Regions from separate parts of the Mus musculus genome. Here region 1 is linked to region 2. The links are chromatin contacts, called in public HiChIP or PLAC-seq maps. All regions are on one chromosome and are shown on one strand. Each heading gives the region's core, a stretch centred on a gene start, on an enhancer-like site or on the middle of the called end of the contact. The rest is flanking DNA. Distances are from core to core; before and after follow the strand shown.

What was found. HiChIP or PLAC-seq counts read pairs in DNA pulled down with a chosen protein or histone mark.
Region 1: a contact with region 2 is called in an H3K27ac HiChIP or PLAC-seq map of embryonic stem cells, with 6 read pairs. The contact joins two enhancer-like sites. A contact is called at or near these places in 1 of 39 promoter capture datasets (hippocampal neurons) and 1 of 115 datasets of contacts at active chromatin or transcription factors (embryonic stem cells).

What each region holds. Positions count from the first base shown.
Region 1 is chr4:127,322,181-127,325,865 of GRCm38.p6, reverse strand. Gjb3 (gap junction protein, beta 3) reads left to right here. Exons shown (of 2, transcript NM_001160012.1): 2 at 1-631. Among named protein-coding and RNA genes, the nearest start is that of Gm40251, 5.3 kb to the left of the region's middle. Within about 2 kb of position 2,020, at least 41 of the 459 cell types and tissues checked have an H3K27ac peak or open chromatin away from gene starts, as enhancers often do. A contact at or near this core is called in embryonic stem cells, where this site is marked.
Region 2 is chr4:126,941,290-126,944,825 of GRCm38.p6, reverse strand. All of the region lies in intron 2 of Zmym4 (zinc finger, MYM-type 4), which reads left to right. Among named protein-coding and RNA genes, the nearest start is that of Zmym4, 25 kb to the left of the region's middle. Within about 2 kb of position 1,830, at least 7 of the 459 cell types and tissues checked have an H3K27ac peak or open chromatin away from gene starts, as enhancers often do. A contact at or near this core is called in embryonic stem cells, where this site is marked.

The sequences.
Region 1 (3,685 bases), core at 771-3,270, 380 kb before region 2:
CGCCAAGTGCTCCCACTTTGAATTCACTAAGCTAGCCAATTGTGTTTGAAGCAGGTATTTGTGGGTGCTGGGCTCTGTGCTGGCTACCTGGTTTAGGTAGCATAACAGACCCAGCTTCCGAGAGACATTTAGATTAGCAAATTTACTACAAGCATGCAAGGGTCTACTAGCGCTGGGATGGTACACAGGGCTTCTACCTACTGCAGGGGACTGCCCGGCTGGGCACCCTCTCAGAAAAAGCACAGTGAAAGAAAGGAGATGGGGCTCTCCATCAGACATAGCAACAGCAAAAAGAACTGGGGGATCTCAGAGGAGAGGTGCTGGCTTTGGACTGGGGACAGCCAGCCAGAGGGAGGCTTTACTACTCAACCATGAGAAGGTTTGGCACAACCTTCTGGAGGCCAAAGAGCAAGTGTGGCTAGCAGGTCTACTGCTGCTTGAGACACACCCACGGGTCCCTCTCAATCCCCCTTTGCCAACCTCTACCTTCTCCCTCCCACCAGGGTGCTGAGCCCTCTGCACCCTGTAGCCAGGACCTTGGAGGCATGCGTATCCTGTCATATCCCCGGCGTATATCCTTGACATATCCAAGTCCGTTTCCTTAAAAGCAATAAAGTTGTGTTTTATACAATTCGGTTCTTCCCTCCATTCTCCTTAAACTTTCACAACTCCCTGAAGTCAAAGGAGGCAGCACTGGGGGAAGGAAAGAGCCCTGAAGCTTGGGGGTGAAGCTAGGGTGGATAGTGAGTATGACCTAGGCTGAAGCCTGCTTTGGGAAAGGGTGGAGTTGCTGATGGCTGCTAGCGGCAAGGGAAGAGGAGGCAGTGGAGGAGGCGGGGATAGACACACGTGTTGGAATTCTGATTTGGCCACCAGAGGGCGCTGCAGCCTTCCTAAATCAGCCTTGATTTGAGCACACACACACTCCCTCGCTCAGCCCATGTCCCCACCCTGCATCCACACACTCTCTGCTACTCATGCTCTCACTTATGTACACTCATAGTAGAGTAAGCATGTAGCCACTCTAGAGACTGCTCACATCCCAGCCTCGCCCAGCTCAACTCTGTCAATTTCCCCCAAACTTATTCACACCAGCTGGAAGAGAGTCTTGGCCTGCCCACGTGGAACCTAAACTCAAGGTGCTAGCTAGTCTAGGGGAGTCAGAAACACAGACTGCCTTACAACTCTGCTCACAGCCCCACCCCAAGTGTGCCCACGACCTGTTGTTTAAGGGAAACAGCATCCCAAGCCAGCCCCAAATGTGAAACTGAGCCCTGTGCAAGCATAGACCAACCCTCGGGAACATGCAGTGACCATTAAAACCAACGGCGAGAGGCAGTGGGCTGCCAGCCAATGAGGGCAAAGAGAAGTCAGGGCACCTCAAAAACACAACAGGCTGTGGTTCACCTTTGCTCTCTGTGGCCGTTAAGGGGTGGGTAAGTCAACCGGGTTTAACGGGCTCAGGGCTGTGCCTGTGAGAGACTGTCTATATTGGGCTAATGTGAGGAGATGCGAGCTAAATGTGGGCAGCACCGTTCCAGAGATTTCGGTCCTGGGCTGAATAGAAAGGGTGAAGGTACCAATATGCAACCAGCTCTGGGCTTCCTGGCTGGAGTGACCAAGCTTCCTCATGCTCCTTCCCCTGTAAGAGATCACACCCTCCACTGTGGGGCAATAGAAATAACTCCTAGAGCACCCGAGGATTGGTGCAGTCTCAGGGGTGGAAGGTGGGGACCAGTGCCAGCGGGATAATGGGCAGGGGGGAGAGGATGCATTTTACCATAGGAGCCAATAATCCCCACCTCTCGCTGACCCAACCCAACCAGAAGGCAGAACACAAGGGGGCCTGCTGAGGCTGTGGGTGACAATGAGTCTCCCTGGGCACAGAGCGGGGTGGGGTAGGGTGGGGTGGGGAGAACCTCTGAAGGGCAGAAGGACCCAGCTCAACACTCAGAACAGCTCCTTCTGGAAGGAACTGCTACAGAGATCAAAGGAGACACAGCATGTAAAACATTAGCACAGTGATGTTGGAGCCAGGAAATACCTAGGTGTGACCGTGTCTGGGAGAGTCTCTGGTGGTGGGGCTCTACCCAGGTAGCTCTCTGCTTGGGCTGGGTGGTTACAAAGGTCCCAGGGAGGGGTGATCGCTACCTGTTTGCTGCTACATATTTCAGAATTGTCTATCTTTTTTTCCTTTAATTTTTTTTAGATCATGTGTGTGTGTATATTTGTCTGTGGGGGGTATGTTTGTGTGTATGAGTGCAGGTGCCCAAGGAGTCCAGAAGAAGGGGACAGCTCCCCCTCGGCAAGGGCTCTTAACCACTGAGCTACCTCTCCAGCCACACACCACTACCAAAACAAAACAAAATAAAACCCCACATCCCATTTCCCCTTCCAAGTGAGGCTCAAGCATCCTTGCCTGGGCCCGCCTTCCTGTCCAGCCTCTTGGGTTTGTGGAGAATAACATGGGCATCCTGCATTTTATGGCTAAAATGTACCTATTCGTGAATATACAGCGTGCATGTCCTTTGGGGGAGTGGGTTACCTCGCTCAGAATGATATACCCAAGATCCATTCTTTAGCCTTCAAAATCCATGATGACTTTGTTTTTCTTAGCTGTATAGTATTCCATTGTGTATATATACCACATTTTCTTTACCCATCCTTCAGTTGAGGGACATCTAGGTTGTTTCCAGTGTCTGGCTATTATGAATAAAGCTGCTGTGAACATAGTTGAGCCAATGCCTTTGTGGGATGGTAGAACATCTTTTGGATATATGCCCAGGAGTGGTCTTGAGGTAGAACTATTCCCAGTTTTCTGAGAAACTGCTAAATGTATTTCTAAAGTGGATGGACAAGTTTGCACTCCCACCAGCAATGGAGGAGTGTTCCCACTTGCTCCACATCCTTGCCAGCATGTGCTATCGCTTGAGTTTTTTATCCTAGTCCTTCTGATGGGTCTAAGATGGGACCTCAGAATCGTTTTGATCTGCACTCCCCTGATGACTCATGATGTTGAACATTTCTTCAAGCACTTCTCGGTCATTCAAGATTCCTTTGTTGAGAATTCTCTGTTTAGCTGTGTGTGTGTGTGTGTGTGTGTGTGTGTGTGTGTGTGTGTGTGTAGCAGATATGCAGCTTAGTCTTCATGTGGGTCCCAACAACTAGAGCAGGGTCTATTCCAAAAGCCACTGCCTGTCTGTGGGATATGTTCTTCTAGCTGGGCTGCCTTGTCTGCCCTCAGTGGGAGAGGAAGTACCTAACCTCTCAGAGACTTGAAGTGTCAGGGTGGGGGGATACGAACAGGAGGCACCCACTCAGAGAAGGGGAGAGAGTGTGGTGGAAGGACTGTGGGAGGGAGTGACCAGGAGGGGGACAGTGAGCAGGATGTAAAGTGAATACGTTTTTAAAATCAATTCATTAATTCATTAAAATATTCAGGAGTTTCAAATCGCTTCTTGGCTGGAAGTGGGGCCTTGTTTCACTTCTCAGAACTGGGGTTTTGTCTGGCTTGAACACATGCAGGGCTGGTGAGTACTGTCAAGGTCTCTACGAGCTCATGTGTGTACCAGCCCTCTTGTCTGCATGACACTCTTTCCTTTGCAGTCACCCACCAGGTTTCCTCCTCCTCTGCTGCACGGAGGATCCCTAAGCCCTAAGGGGAGGGGCTCAATAGAGGGATTGG
Region 2 (3,536 bases), core at 581-3,080:
GAAGAATACAAAGAATACACAGCAATGGACCTTAAACAAAGTTATATATATTTACTTAAAAACAAGCAAACAAGCCAATTCAATTAATAAGCTATTTTTTTCATTTAGAAAATTATAAAATGATTTTACTTATTTGTATTGGGGTGAGGGAAAACAGGAGGAGCTGCCCACAAAAGAAAGCAGGTGCACACATGCTACACTGCACATATGTGAGGTCTGAGTCTGTTCTCCTTCCATTGTTGGTTCCAGGGATTGGAATTAGGTTGTTAGGCATATTCTTCAAGTATTTTTTACCTGTTGTGAGACATCAGTGTCTTCACCTCATTAAAAAAATTAAATTTATTCATTTTTTATAGTGAGGATGATCAAATTCAAGCCTTCATGCATTAAGCCACATACTCAGCCTTAAAAAATGTTTTTAAATTGTATTTGTTCTTAAAATTGAGCTATGCTAGCTGGGCATGGTGGTGCACTCCTTTAATCCTAGTACTTAGGAGGCAGAGGTAGGCAGATCTTTGTGAGTTTGAGGCCAAGCTGGTCTACAAATGATTCCAGGACAAGCACCCTGTCTTGTTTTTGTTTGTTTGTTTGTTTTTGTTTTTTGGTTTTTCGAGACAGGGTTTCTCTGTATAGCCCTGGATGTCCTGGAACTTACTTTGTATACCAGGCTAGCCTTGAACTCAGAAACTCAGAACTGCTTGCCTCTGCCTCCCAAGTGCTGGGATTAAAGGTGTGTGCCACCACGCTCGGCTACCCTGTCTTGTAAAACAGAAAAACATAAGAAAGAGAGAGAGAGAGAGAGAGAGAGAGAGAGAGAGAGAGAGAGAGAGAGAGAGAGAGAAAGAAAGAAAGAAAATAAATTGAGGTGATCTATTAAATATTGACACTGTGTCAACAACTACAGAAACTGATAATGGTTAATACTTATGTACCACTAGTGAATAAATGTCTATTCACCCCAGATAGAGAACTGGTGATAGTCTGCAAATGGATACCACCAGTCTTAACTTAGAGCATGAATTTTCCTTTCTGTCTGTCTGTCCATCCATCCATCCATCCATCCATCACCTAACAAATGAATTGTCTTCTTCCCTCCCTCCCTCCCTCCCTCCCTCCCTCTCTCCCTCCCTCCCTCCCTTTTCAGCAGAAATGGTATTCTCAACATCCTACCCCAGCGTGGGTGACACTCAAGGTCACCTGGAGCTCACTTCAGTGCTTGTAAGCAAGCCCCTCAGTAGGTAGAAAGTTTGTTTTGTTTTGTTTCCAGGCAGCCTGGCTAGTTTCTGTTTTTTCTTTTTTGGTTTTTCGAGACAGGGCTTCTCTGTGTAGCCCTGGCTGTCCTGCAGCTCACTCTGTAGACCAGGCTGGCCTCGAACTCAGAAATCTGCCTGCCTCTGCCTCCTGAGTGCTGGGATTAAAGGCATGCGCCACCACTGCCCAGCAAGAGTAGTTCTTATGCTTACCGTGAGGTAGAGAGTAGGGGTCTAGTATATCTGATGTGTTTTAGGGATTTGATGAAGCTCCTGAATTGTTAACTTCCCCAGTACAGAGACTCCATTTAGAACATCTTGAGTCTTCACTTCTCTGTAGAGACCAGAGAGATGTTCTCTAATTAAAATATCCTGTGCCTCTCATCTCCATGGGTAACTAAATTCCAGTGCACCCTCCCCACCCACCTCTGTAATTCAAACAGTGAGACTGAATGTTTTAGGACATTGTTATACAATAACACTCTTTAAAATATTTCATAGTAAGCTGAGCAGTGGTGGTGCACACTTTTAATCCTAGCAGGTCACCATGAGTGCAAGCAAGGTCAGCAGCCTGGTTTACAGAGTGAATTCTAGTATAGCCAAGGTTATACAGAGAAACTCTGTCTCAAAAAAACAAAAGGCACTGGGCGGTGGTGGGGCACGCCTTTAATCCCAGCACTTGGGAGGCAGAGGCAGGCAGATTTCTGAGTTCGAGGCCAGCCTGGTCTACAGAGTGAGTTCCAGGACAACCAGGACTGCACAGAGAAAACCTGTCTCGAAAAACCAAACAACAACAACAACAAACAAAAGGCAAACAAACAAAACAAAAAAAAACTTCTTAGTAACTTAATTTTATTTCTGTTCAGTAACTTATTCAAGTCAGTTTCTTTAAAAGTGTATTTTTTATTTTACTACTACTACTACTACTACTACTACTACTACTACTAGTACTGCTATTGCTACTGCTACTACTACTACTACTACTACTACTACTACTACTACTACTACTACTACTTTTGAGATTAATTATTTCTACATAGTCCTGGGTGTCTGGAAGTCACTGTATATACTGGGCTGGCCTCAAACTCATAGAGATCCATCTGTCTCTACATACTGTATGTGTATGGGACATATGCATCCCATACTGTATGTGTTTGGGATGTATGCATTGTGAATATAGGTGACCAGAGAGGTCAGATACTTAGATCCTCTGTAGTTACAGACTGTGTGAGCCACCTGACTTAGGTACTAGGAACTAAACCCTGGACCTGTGCAAATGCACTTAACCACTGAGACATTGCTTAGTTCCTTTAACCACTGAGACATGCTTAGTTCCTTTTAGTTCTTTGGTTTTGCAAGTTGAATTCTTTGCAATTCAGAAATAGGTGTAAATGCTAGGTCAGTGTTTGGGATGCTGAAGCAGGAGGACTATAAGTTATAAAGGTCTGCCTGTACTACATAGTGTGCTGCAGTCCGACTAGAACTGTAGTATGAGTAAACTATCTCAAAAAAAAAAAAAAAACCAAACAAACTTGGGGCTTAAGAGATGGCTCAGCTCTTGAAAGTCCTTGATATTTCCCAGAGGAGTTGGGTTTGGTTTCCAGCACCCTCTCCGGCATCTATGAATATGCACAGCACACATATGTACACATAGGCAAACAACCTGTAAACATATAATTGAGGAGATAAATGCTTTTGATTTTTCAAGATATGTTTTTTCCATGTAGCACTGTCTGACTTGGAACTTTCTCTGTAGACCAGGCTAGCCTCAAACTCACAGATCGGCCTGCCTCTGTCTCCCAAGTGCTGGGATTATAGGCATGAGCCAGCACTACCTGGCTAGAAACTTTTTTTTTTTTTTTTTTTTTTTTTTTGGTGACAGGGTTTCTCTGTATAGCCCTGGCTGTCCTGGAACTCACTCTGTAGACCAGGCAGGCCTCGAACTCAGAAATCTGCCTGCCTCTGCTTCCCGAGTGCTGGGATTAAAGCCGTGCGCCACCATGCCCGGCCATAATTTCTTTTTTTTTTTTTTTAGATTTATTTATTATTATACATAAGTTCACTGTAGCTGACTTCAGACACAGCAGAAGAAGATGCCAGATCTCATTATTGGTGGTTGTGAGCCACCATGTGGTTTCTGGCATTTGAACTCAGGACCTTTGGAAGAGCAGTCAATGCCCTTATCCACTGAGCCATCTCACCAGACCTGAAATGTTTTTAAAAGCCACACAAAAAAAAAAACCATAGTAGTGTGTGAGAGTGTGTGTGTGTGTGTGTGTGTGTGTA